4 separate regions of the Gossypium hirsutum genome follow, and regions 2, 3 and 4 are each linked to region 1. Evidence: chromatin contacts called from public Hi-C data. All regions are on one chromosome and are shown on one strand. The core of a region is the stretch at or near the end of the contact, and the rest is flanking DNA. Distances in the headings are between cores, read along the strand shown.

What was found. Hi-C and Micro-C count contacts between places; a contact is called where the count stands out from the background.
Region 2: a contact with region 1 is called in a Hi-C map of leaf, with 3 times the contacts expected there. The contact joins the promoter of LOC107952163 here to the promoter of LOC107952877 in region 1. A contact is called at or near these places in 16 of 34 Hi-C or Micro-C datasets (fibers, hypocotyl, leaf and 2 more).
Region 3: a contact with region 1 is called in a Hi-C map of hypocotyl, with 7 times the contacts expected there. The contact joins the promoter of LOC107955253 here to the promoter of LOC107952877 in region 1. A contact is called at or near these places in 3 of 34 Hi-C or Micro-C datasets (hypocotyl and leaf).
Region 4: a contact with region 1 is called in a Hi-C map of leaf, with 3 times the contacts expected there. The contact joins the enhancer-like site here to the promoter of LOC107952877 in region 1. A contact is called at or near these places in 3 of 34 Hi-C or Micro-C datasets (callus and leaf).

What each region holds. Positions count from the first base shown.
Region 1 is chrA07:37,398,199-37,401,196 of Gossypium_hirsutum_v2.1, reverse strand. LOC107952877 (elongation factor G-1, mitochondrial) reads left to right here and starts at 1,398. Exons shown (of 20, transcript XM_041118157.1): 1 at 1,398-1,933; 2 at 2,018-2,239; 3 at 2,323-2,444; 4 at 2,541-2,691. The coding sequence starts at 1,529.
Region 2 is chrA07:36,843,450-36,846,577 of Gossypium_hirsutum_v2.1, reverse strand. It overlaps LOC107952163 (probable plastid-lipid-associated protein 11, chloroplastic), which reads right to left and starts at 1,689. Exons shown (of 5, transcript XR_005930053.1): 1 at 700-1,689; 2 at 548-613; 3 at 116-249. It overlaps LOC107952162, which reads right to left. Exons shown (of 9, transcript XM_016887443.2): 6 at 2,811-2,863; 7 at 2,656-2,720; 8 at 2,507-2,565; 9 at 2,093-2,356. The coding sequence ends at 2,267.
Region 3 is chrA07:38,091,876-38,095,148 of Gossypium_hirsutum_v2.1, reverse strand. It overlaps LOC107955253 (actin-depolymerizing factor), which reads left to right and starts at 1,425. Exons shown (of 3, transcript XM_016890996.2): 1 at 1,425-1,698; 2 at 2,010-2,275; 3 at 2,805-3,165. The coding sequence starts at 1,675. The coding sequence ends at 2,955.
Region 4 is chrA07:36,479,835-36,482,888 of Gossypium_hirsutum_v2.1, reverse strand. No RefSeq gene overlaps it. Among protein-coding and RNA genes, the nearest start is that of LOC107952764, 31 kb to the right of the region's middle. Within about 2 kb of position 1,773, at least 3 of the 9 cell types and tissues checked have an H3K27ac peak or open chromatin away from gene starts, as enhancers often do. A contact at or near this core is called in leaf, where this site is marked.

The DNA.
Region 1 (2,998 bases), core at 149-2,648:
GAAATCCAAGTCGATGTTAGCTATGCATTAACACAAATATACTAGTTCATCAATATACAAACAAATTCATACTCAATTGTAAATTTATGAAAAATATGCATTTTATTCAATTTAGTCCCTAAGATTGGGACTATAGTACTTCTAGGACCTTTTATTTCTCATTTTTACCACTAATTTTTAAAGTTATGCACTTTAGTCCCTATTGCACAAAATCATCAATTTACTTTACAATTTAGTCATTTTTCAACTCTAAATTTAAATTCTATCAAATTAACACCAAAAACTTCAACTATTCAACAATGGTAACATCCTCAATCTTTAATAGTATCGAAAATACGACATGGGTCAGCTAACTTAAATTATCAGGATTCCGAAAATATAAAAATTACAAGAAAAAAACTAAATTGAACATACTAATTGAAGCTTTAAACTTTGAAACCCTTGGTCATTGGTCTCCTATTTTTCTTTCTCCCCGATTCGATTTTTGCATGAAAATGGATGAAATGTTTTTTTTACCTACTTTTCCCCCTAACTTGTTTATTATTATGTTTTATTATTAAATTAATTTAGTAAAATTTTATCACATTTTCTTCTATTACAAAGTACATTACCGTCCAGTACCACTATAATAGTGGTTTAATTGCTATAAAAATCCCTCAACCAAGTTCTACTTATTAATTCATTAACAAATAAAATTGACATTTTTATGACTTAGTCCCTATACCTTAATTTAGCAGTAATTCGATAAAAATTACCTAACCCAAATTCAATTCACTTCTAACACAACTCCATAAATATTTAATAAAAAAAATTTACGAGTACGATTTATGAAAACGGGGTTCCAAAACCTCACTTTTCGACACCACTGACTTTTGAATCATTACATAACTGCTAAGACATATGGTTATGGAGATTAAAATGGAGGATGGACTTTATCACTATACTTTAGGGACCAATTCAAACATTGTCATTAAAGACATGATGGAAGATAAGGAGAGACGACCTCCTAACTAGTAATAGCTTGAGTTTGTATCTATCTGTTACCCAACGAAGGAAAGGGCACTACCTTTGGTTGCTAGATTTGGTGTATGTTGTGGAGCTCTTTTATGTGCTGATTATTTTTTGGTTGTTGCATAAGTAAATGATATCAAGAATTCTTTCTTCAATAGAGACATGCCATGATATTGGCTACCGCCTATATTTAGGCATTGGCTTCAAAACATGACCTCAGTGGTATGGTTGAGATATGAGGTTGGGACCCTTGTGCTATGGTTTGTTGGTCTCTTTTTGGATTGCTTTAGGGCCCAACTACATATTTAGAACAGGAACTAATGGGCTTATCGAAAGCAAATGAAGTCACCAAATAGGCCTGGACGAATATCCAAATTAACCGACCACCGGAGAAAATGAATCCGAATTGTTCCTGATCCTAACCCGCCCCTTTTCAGAACCCGAACGGGAAAGTAAAAGCCCCTTATCTTGGGTTTAGGGTTTTACCCGCACCAAGCAGCACTATCCATATTCCACCATGGCGCGATTCCAAAGATCCGCAGTCCCGCGCCTCCTTTACACCTTGTACTCCACCAAAGCGGCGCCCTACTCTTCCCCCTCCCCGACGGCCGCCCTCCTACGCGGGAACTTCGAGGTCCGTCATTTCGCTGCTGGCAACGTCGCGCGAGCAAAGGACGACAAAGAACCATGGTGGAAAGAGTCCATGGAACGACTCCGAAACATCGGAATCTCCGCTCACATCGACTCCGGAAAGACCACACTGACAGAGCGGGTTCTCTATTACACCGGCCGGATCCACGAGATCCACGAGGTTCGCGGGAAAGACGGCGTCGGAGCAAAGATGGATTCCATGGATTTAGAAAGAGAGAAAGGAATTACTATCCAATCTGCTGCCACGTATTGCACCTGGAAAGATTACCAGGTTCGTATGGTATTTTGAATTTGACCTAATTTGACTCTTTGTGTTACTTATTATGACGTGCAAATTTTCCATCTGCTGTTTCAGATTAATATAATCGATACGCCTGGTCACGTTGATTTTACGATTGAAGTCGAGAGGGCGCTGCGTGTTCTTGACGGTGCCATTTTGGTTTTGTGTAGCGTTGGTGGTGTACAAAGTCAGTCAATTACTGTTGATCGGCAAATGAGAAGATACGAGGTGCCAAGACTCGCATTTATTAACAAGCTCGATCGAATGGGAGCTGATCCATGGAAAGTTCTCAACCAGGTACATTCATGTAACTGAATTGATGTTATTGAACTTCACACATTTAATAGTGGCATGCTGATCGTTTCTGTGCCTGGTGTCAGGCAAGGTCTAAGCTTCGGCATCATACTGCGGCTGTGCAAGTTCCAATTGGTTTGGAAGAAAACTTTAAGGGACTTATCGACCTTGTGCAGCTAAAAGCTTATTATTTTCATGGTTCCAGCGGGTTTGTTTCGATCTCTCTGGTTCACTTAATTTTTCTTCGTGTGACAGCCTTTTCATTTCCTGTTATTTCTTTTTGGTCATATAATAACTATTGCAGAGAAAAAATTGTGACTGAGGAGATACCAGCAGATATGGAAGCCATAGTTGCAGAAAAGAGACGTGAACTAATAGAAGTGGTTTCTGAAGTGGATGATAAACTAGCTGAAGCATTTCTAAGTGATGAGCCTATTTCCCCTGCTGATCTTGAGGTCTGTTCGGGGACTGGTGATTTATTTAATTCTTTTTTTCTACTGATAGAAAGTGTATTTGATGCTGCCCATCTAGTGTCCCTTTTGCATTTAAAAAATGGCAGGGAAAATAGCATGCCTGCCTTCACTTTGACTTGATGCCCATCAAATATTCAGAGTCCATGCTTGCTTCTGAAATTTGAATATGGATGTTATGGGCTGATGGCCTTTCAGTGGATTTACAATGATCCTTCATGTTGAATGGTCTTTCATTGTACTCTATACGTGCTGTACGGGTGGACGATGGAGGCTTTTTCTTGCATCGAAC
Region 2 (3,128 bases), core at 440-2,939, 550 kb after region 1:
CTACTTCTTACCCAGTTATTTATAGCTCATAATGGCCTCTAACAAACCTCAAATCAAGTCAAACAGAAGGAAGAAATAACTAAGTTTCAATTAGATAAAGGGTTAGAAAGCTCACATTTGATTACAAAGAGAGGCAAGGTTCATCCACTTTATTCTTTCCAGTTGTATGGTGCACGCTCGACAACTAAATAATCATCCCTGATATCCTTCACAACTCGTATCTCATCATCAAGGTAAACAGTTTCAAACCTATACAGAATCTTACAATCAGAAAAACACTTCTCGGCTTTCTCAAAAAGAACAGGAAACCGTATCCATAAGAAATTGCCATCAAACACAAGGAAATATTTACTATCAGTATTAAACATGTTTTTATAGAATTGCAACTTAAGAAAAGGCATCAAGGAGGAGTGGACCTTATTGTCAAATGCTAAGCTTGGAACCCAGAGTTCCTAATGTAAATCAAGACCTAAAATTATGTATTACTGCAAAATAAATGAGAATTATTACAGTCAATAATATATATAAAAAAGATACAAGTGCTCACCAACCCTGCCCAAATGGAGGCAACGGGAACTCCCAGTTTTTTCCCCTGAGAACCGCACTCGTAAACCTAGAAATTCAAAATACAATTTTATTCAGTCGTTAAGCGAGAGGAAAAGAAGGAAAAGTAGGTTTTGCTGAAGAAGAAGTAATTACTTGAAATTCACTCTCTGAGACGACGCAATTTCAATGCTGGACCGAACGAAGAAAACTCCGTCGGGTGGAAAGGTAATAACGTTATTGAGGGTCTTGTTGTCGACATCTATGACCTGCAAAACGTCGCCGGCTTGAGTACCGAAGAGGTAAGCTTTCTCTATAATGAAGAGCTGCTCTTTCTCCGTAGTCCATAGAAGCCGCCACGTGGCGGATAGGGAGTCGCCTGTGGTGACAGTATTGCGGCCCAGAACGGCCATGGCATCAATGGCTTTGATTATTGAATCGCGTTTGTTAGTGTCGTTTTGGGTTTTGAGACCCCGCTCCTGGTCGGAGATGAGATTGAGGAGGTGTTGTTTGGCTGATTGGGTGGTGAGGGAGGAGCATGTGATTTTAGGTCTAGGATAGTGAGGAGGCCGTGGTTTTTGTTTGGTGGTAGTGGAGACAGTAAGAGGAGACGATAGAGTGAGAGCCGCGAGTGACATGGTGCTTGGGTTTCTCTATTTCTTCGCGCCAGCACCAACTGATTAAAAAAAAAAAATTGAAATCTGTGGTTCAAACACAGTGGGACTTTGGGGGATAAAACTGTAATCAATGGCGTCCAATATCCCAATTTCAATTTTCTGGGCCAACCCAAAATAGCTGTTTATGATTGGTAGGGATCGACACCAGTAGCCAAGGAATACTATACGTGGATTGAAGGGACTGTTTCCGATTTCTTGCTTGCTTGTCTCCTGCCTGACATTGTTCTAGGATGGCATGGCGGCTTCATGCTAACAATGGCTTCATAGCTCTGTGTCCTTGCCTGCTTTCACCTTTCAAATTTTAATAACGAACATTATAAAATGATTGATCCCAATTTCTAAAGCATGTGAGCTTAGAACTTATCTGTCTGTTTTAACATTTTACAAAGAGAAGCTCATACTTGAGCCGATGGTGAAATTTTGCTAATTAAAAGATTTGCCGCGAAACTTGCTGAATACACAATGTTGTGTTTTTCCTTCTTCTCTTTAATCAAGTATTCCTGCTGATTTAAGATTTAATATTCATCTTAATTATCAATTTTACAGTTACAAAAATAGACTACAAGTATACCAAATACTTAACTTATTTTTAAATAATAATAATAATATAACCATATGAAAATCAACACACTTAATTCAAATTTATTTTTGAAAAAGATAAAATTGAAAGAACTATAATATATCACTTGCTACCCTTTGTGATTTATAATTTATTTTTCTCACAACCCAGACATAGGTTTAATGAATTATTCGTGCTGGATTACTACAATTCTATTTCCATAGATTGGACCAAACTATGAGGCCTTGAAACCAAACCTTGAGACCTTCTAAGTTCAGAAACCAGGGCCTTAAAAATGGAATACTAAAATTCATGTAGGAAGTTCGTTTATTTTATACATGTTCCCCGACGTGTAAACATCAGGCTCCAATTAAAATTTGAATATAATGATAGAACCTCCACCCAAAATGTATCCACTCAAAACATCGTGTTAGTGATGAAAACAGTGACATGTGAACTTAACAAAATAGCAGGGACAAGAGATGCCTCAAACTGCAATTCCATGATTACTAATTTTTGAAACCTCCTTTGTCAAAACATTCCGTTCTCGCTTTGCCTGAGACGCAAGGCTGGAAACCTGCAAATCAATTATTCCATATAAGCAATGCTTCCAAGGAAAACAGCAGCAGTCATCCAGGTTTATGGTCTATGCATTTCATTATATGACAATCAATATACTTATATATATTCAAAAAACAAGTCCATTCATAATATTCGAAGAACATACCTGCGATCGAAACCGAGATGCCTCTCTGCTTGGAAGTTCTCCAAGGGTATCTTTTAGTCCTGATGCGACATAATATAAGGAAGTTTTCTCAGCCTTACAAATGCTGAAAATAATTCAATGAACCTAATTGAGAGAGAGTACTTGAATACCTGCTGCTTGTCTTTCAATCTTATAAGCTGACTGAATTACACTTCGGATCTGCTTGCCTGCTTGCCTGAAACAAAATTGAATATGTCCAATGGCAATAATTAGCCTCAAGAGGCAGAAGTTAACATTACACTGTACTTCATTTGAAATTACAAACCTGAGTTTTGTCCGGCCACGGATCAGCTCGTCTTCGGCTACTGATGCACTTCGCTGGAAGCATAAATTTATGAAATATATTTCATAGATGCTTGATTAAAGGGCTTAAGTTGATCTAGGGAAATGATCCACTATAATTTGTGCAATACACATTTTCTAATGATATTCTAATGTACATTAAAGTTTCATCAAATAGGAACTAGAAGTCAATGTAATTCCAGGATGTATATTAAGAACAAGAAACTTTTGAAGTGGATATATACATCACCGCATGAACAGTTTGTTGGATAAAAGCTGTTTGAAAAGTCATTTCAGCAAT
Region 3 (3,273 bases), core at 176-2,675, 690 kb before region 1:
AATAAAAATATTATAAATTTAGAATATATATAATCTAAAAAAACATAAAAATTATAAAAAATATAAAAATAAAATTAACGAAAAATATGATAATTGAAATGAAATTATTTGAGATTAATAATATTATTTAAAAAATGTAAAAAAAGTATTTTCAAAAAGTAAAAATAAAAATTCTAAAATATTAAGTCTAAAATTATAAAAAATATTTAAATTTCAAGTTTTTTTTTCAATCACTTGAAACTTAAATACTTTTTTCATTTTTATAACATTTTTCAATTTTTATATATTATTTTTAAATTTTAAGTTTTTTAAATTTTATAATTTTATAAAAAAAGTATTTTTAAACTTTTTTTCATTATATCTATTATACATTTTAATCAATATAATATATATAGTATTTAAAAAGTAAAAAATGACATTTGTCATATTCTCATAGTGCCATGTGATTGGTCAATGCATGGTTAACTGTGGATCAGCAGTTGGTCAACTTTGTTTAAAAGTTGGTCAAAATCAAAATTATTTTTTAATATTTAAATATTTAATTTTTAATTTAAATTTAAAATTTTTTATTTTAAATAAATTTAATTGCTATATAACATTTTGTTCATTGATTAAAACATGCCAGGAGATGTTTTTCTATTACCAAAGTTGCCTAATAAATTTTATTTAACTTTTGTTACAAAATATATCGAAAATAGAAAAATTAATACTTTAAATATTAAATTAAAAAAATTAAATACCAAAAAGAGAAAATGGGTATCTTTATTTGCTAAATGTGACTTAAGTCCTTTGGAAACGGGGACTCTTTTTCTTGAGATGCCCTTTTGTAATTTGACAGTTTCTCCAAAAGGCCAGAGCAATAATGAAGCATGCAAATTGCAGGCGTTAATCTTACGCACCGCCCCCAGCAAGGCTACCCCACCGTTTTCTATGTTTTGTTTTCGGAAGATTCCTTTGTCATGTTCATTATTTCTTATTTATTCATTTTTCATTTCAGTAATTAATATTTTACATTTAATTTCTAAATTTATCATAACATTATTTAATAATTTTATTATAAGTTTCGATTATATCTATTTTTTATATAATATTAAGTATACATAATTTCTTCTTAATTTATTAATAAAAAAATAATCCATTTCAGTACACTTAAATTTATATCATTTTACATTTAACACTCAATTTACAATTTATTATAATCTTTAAGAGTAGAGAATAAAATAAGATTCTGTTGTTTATCTATATAACTTCTTTGTATTTAGAATTTAATATAATATTGGAAGCAGCAAACAATACCATTAGTTTTTTGTTGGTTAGTCATGTTTAAAAAACATATAAACTTTTATTAACTAAATAATTAGAATTAGAAAGAATTTTCTTTTTAATAAAAATAAAAGAAAGAAGCCAAAGGTGGCATTAGATCTCCATTTTATTTTTATAAAGTAGTGGATATATATTATGGTGTGAAAAAAATATCATATATGACGCATATTTTGTTTATTCTGAACTTCATTTCCTTGTAGTTTTATTAACAATATAAGCGCCATAGCTCTCTTTCATTAGTCTCCGCCTCTGTTATCGCCTCTGGGGCTCTTGTTACTTAACCTAGGGCTGTTCTTTATTTTCCTTTTCTCTCTGTTCTTTGTTCCGTTTGCTTTACTTCTTTCTGCTTCAATGTCGTTTAGGGGATTCAGTCGGGTATATCTCACTCTGTCATGACTTCTTTATTGTTTTATTTCCTTTTGAGATGTTAAAAAAAAATGTTTAATCTGCTATTTCTTATGTTGATATCAATTTATTGTATCTGTTAAGGTGACTTTCTGCTATTGCATGTTGTATATGTTGTTTGGTTTTCTGTAAAACTTTGAATTACTTCTCATGTTCCAATCGATGCTCCAAAATTAATAAACATGTCGACCCATTTTTTATCATCTCTTGAAAAATATGAAAACTCTGATTCCACCTTTACCAATAAAATAAATGTATAAGGTTGATGCTTGTATTTCCAGCCAAATGCTACATCAGGCATCGGCGTTGCTGATCAGACCAAGGATACTTTCTTGGAGCTGAAAAGGAAGAAAGTTTATCGGTATGTGAAATATAGGATCGATGAGAAGAAAAGGGAGGTTGTGGTTGAGAAAACTGGTGCCCCTGCTGAGACCTATGATGACTTCGCTGCATCTCTGCCTGAAACTGATTGCCGATATGCCGTCTACGACTTTGATTTTGTTACTTCTGAGAATTGTCAAAAGAGCAAGATTTTCTTCATTGCATGGTAGATTTTTGCCTTTGGTTTGACTATTATTGCAGTATAACAAATTTGACACTATTAATTACTTGTTAGTGCAAAGCTCCTTGTTAGTGCAAAGCTCCTTGTTAGTGACTGCGCTGTTGTTTTATTCTTACTTTCATGGAGCTTATGTTTCAGATTGTTCTGATGTTTAAGTGGATATGTCTGTATGCTATTTGTTACCCTTTTTTTGTTCTTTAATGTGCCATAAAGAACAGATAAAGTTTTATTTAAGTGTTTGGCCTGCAGCAAGAAAGGACATAAAATACTGATAGTATTTGACCCATGGTTTATTTATAGACTTGAATAAATGACCATAAGCGGACATCTGATTTTACTTAAGTTTTTTACTTTACTTGGAAACCTACTCTTTCTAGCCTATGGTTTCACCAAGGATAACAAATGGTCCTATTTTGTGTCATTTACTTACATGACGTCATTATTGTTGTTTTCATATTGACAAAGTTGCCGATGGGATGTTCTTCTTACTTAACAATTGTGTTTTGTTGATCAGGTGCCCTTCATCCTCTCGAATCCGTGCAAAGATGCTTTATGCCACATCAAAAGACAGGCTTAGAAGGGAACTGGACGGTATCCATTACGAGATTCAGGCTACTGACCCTACAGAGATGGATCTTGAAGTGGTGAGGGATCGTGCTCATTGAACAGTTTGCAGTTTTAGCTGTTCCATTTGAAGAGATTACCCAACTCTGCGTTACTCCTTCCTTCATAAAGCTAGGTGCAGGATCATTTTCGCATACAAGTTAGTGTATATTTAGTCCTTGAATAACCAGAATCTGGTAAAAAGCTGATCTGAAGCTCTAGGCTAAAAGTAACTTTGTTGCCATGAATTCAGATTCTTTACCATTCACATATATTGGCAATTTGGCATGTCTCACAAATGTTCTCTTTGCTTCCCTACCTAATGTATTTCCTGCTCCAACATTTGGAATTAGAAATATTGTGGGATTAAAGAAAAAGCC
Region 4 (3,054 bases), core at 524-3,023, 920 kb after region 1:
AAAAGATGCTAAATTTGACCCAAAAAATGCTGCTTTTGTTTTGTCATTTGAATTCACTTCCATATTCCCATATGGTCCCATGAAATCCATTAAACCTGGATCAAGCAAAGGCACGATGCAGCAGGCACCTGTGGCCGTGCATAGTAAGTTATGCTGATGTGTGTCTCTACACGCTTGGCCTCGAGATCTTTTTTGAATATCATTTGAAAACAATTCAAATGTGTTCCGAGAAATATACCCTTCACTTCCAATAACAAATTATGGAGATAAAGAAAGGCAAATAGCATATAACTTTTCCCGCACGTTAGGTTACATTTCATAGCCAACTCTTGAGAGTCATCTTTGTAACTTTCCGTCCCTTTACCGCTTGCTTTTCGTAATTTTTCTCCATGTCTCCTATCAATACGTCGGCTGAAGATAACTAGATACCACTCTACTCTTGAAATTGATTGGAAATTTGACTTCACTATACCAATGATACAAGGAAGATCATTCCATTGACAGCTGACTTTCTTGTGGCTCATCTTGTCATTTTCCTCTTGTTCATTAACCAAAGGGCCCAGCAGCCTAGTAATCCTTGTAACAAGTCTGAGAATTCCAAAGTTGTTCAATTTTCTAAGTTGCTTGACCACCAATGGCAGGCCAATACCAATTTTCTCTTTCTTTCAAAAACAACTGTTGCTGTAAATAAGAATATACACACTTTTTCAAAATGACAAATTTCATGGTGAAAAAAGGTTGCAATGCACTAAAGCAGTAGTGGGTCGAAATGGTCGGTTTAGTGGGGTTCCTTACTTCCTTTGAAACTTTGAAAAGCTCAGCACAACAATGAGTTCCCATTTTGTTTTTCTTATTAATTTCCACAGCGAGAGATGAAGAAGGGGGTTGTGTCTGAATGTTCACTGCCACCGGTAAATCACGCCTACTCATTACGCAATGGACTTTGAACTGTGAAAGTTAGGCTACCGACTTGCTCTTTTGCCCCTTCAAACGAATTAAAAAGACACCCCCAATTGCCTCTTTATTTTGTTACCAACTTGGATGTAAGAAGTTGATTAAGACAGATATAATTGTAATGGCAATCTTTTATCAGGAGATGTTAAGTATCTACCGCACAAACTTTCTGGTGAAACTAAATCTAATTTGAGGTGATGTATATAGCTCAGCTTTTACTGATTTAAAGTCTTTATCAACATGCGTTTGTGTTCATGTCATGTGGTAAAAGATTGCAAATAGCAGTCAAAGCTGCTGCACATCACGAGCACAGGGTTCTACAAAATACTAGTCTATGTTGATGAAAATTAAATCCATCATCCATTTTTTATAAGGAGAAATTAAAAGAGAGACAGAATTGGGTGGTCAAACCAAGGTCTTATTCAACCATAATGATTTAGTATTACCTTACCCTTCTACCTTTACTAACCCTTTTTTGACTATAGACTTTATATTGAGAAGATGTAATAGTAGGTGACTTATTGTCATTAACATAGTTTTGGAAATCTTTAATTTTCAATATTTTTTTTGTGAACTATTGACTTTGATATAGGCTAAGTAACAATTTAATAATAATTATGTTATTTACTGAAACTGTAAATACACACTTGTGGATCAATAGGTATACATAGTACAAGTTTGTATTTAGATTTTATTTCTCATTTAAACATTGTTTAAATAAAATTCCAAAGTTTTGGTTTAAAAACGATGCCCAGGCGAGAACGATGTAGCCCATCTGTTCCAATATGGGAAGCTATGAAGCCCACAAATAAATGGGTAGTTGAAGCCAGAAATTTGCGTGAGAGGATAGAGCCTTAAACCCAATACTTCATAATAAACAGCCCATCATGCGCCTTACTTAATTTGATACACTTTTTAATGTATTCATCTATTTATATTAATTTAAATTTTTTTTTTCAGATATCAATTCAATTGAAAAATAATTTTATTCAAAAGGAAACAAAGTTTTTATTTTTTATATATTTATATAAATTTTACAGAAAATTTAAATCCAAAATAAATTTACAAATACTCAAATATAAAACACCAATATTTGAAAAAAAAAACTCAATTTTAACGTTTCAATCAAAACTCATTTAGTTTTGTACATAACTTTTTTATGAATTTTTTTTTTAAAAATCCTCACAGTCAAACATTCTTAAATTACATAAAATTAATAAATAAAACATACATGACAACTTTTTAAATCCATTTATGGCATTTTTTAATCTTATCGCCATGATAATAATTTTTAAGTTAAAATATGCCATAAGATCATTTACTTTTCGTAAATTTAAAATTTAGTTCTTATATTTTTATTTTTTAGAAATTGAGTCCCTTTATTTTTCATATCACTGTTAAAAATATTTTGTTAAATTTTAGTTTACTACAACATTATATGATTATCAAGTGAGTATTTTTTTATTATAAAATATCACATTAATAAATTTAACAAAATAAAATTAACAATATTTATAATTCAACTTGAATTTTAAAATTTAAAAATAAAAAAATTAATTTTTTAAAAAATAAAAGTAGAGAGTAAATTCAACAAATTAAAGACTTATGAAATGTTTTAATCATATATTCAAATTACCACTTCTAAGTTTATCGGCTTTAATTTATTACTGCATTCATGTTTTTTTGATACTAGCATACATGTGCAATCTTCCAAATATCCATATATTGACATTAACATATATTAACATATTCTAAAAGATAATACCATTGACAAAGTATTTGTTTTCTTATTGCTAGTGGAAAATTAATGACTAATTTCACTAGAAATTGTAGCAATATTACGTTAGCAAAGAGATATTTCATTCATTTAGTAAGAACGAACTTACGAGGCTTAAATTTTTTACAAAACAAAAACCTAATAAAAGCCAATAACTTATGCAAGAAAAGAGCCTCAAAATGTCATGTATTCAGATCAAAGTTTGTGACCAAAGTACACAGAATCGCTCAACGAGAATAACTGATTAAATTAGACTCATTTAATCTATTTGAACTGACTCGATTAGTGGAGCATAGAGGAAAAACCATTTACTTGAAGCATGG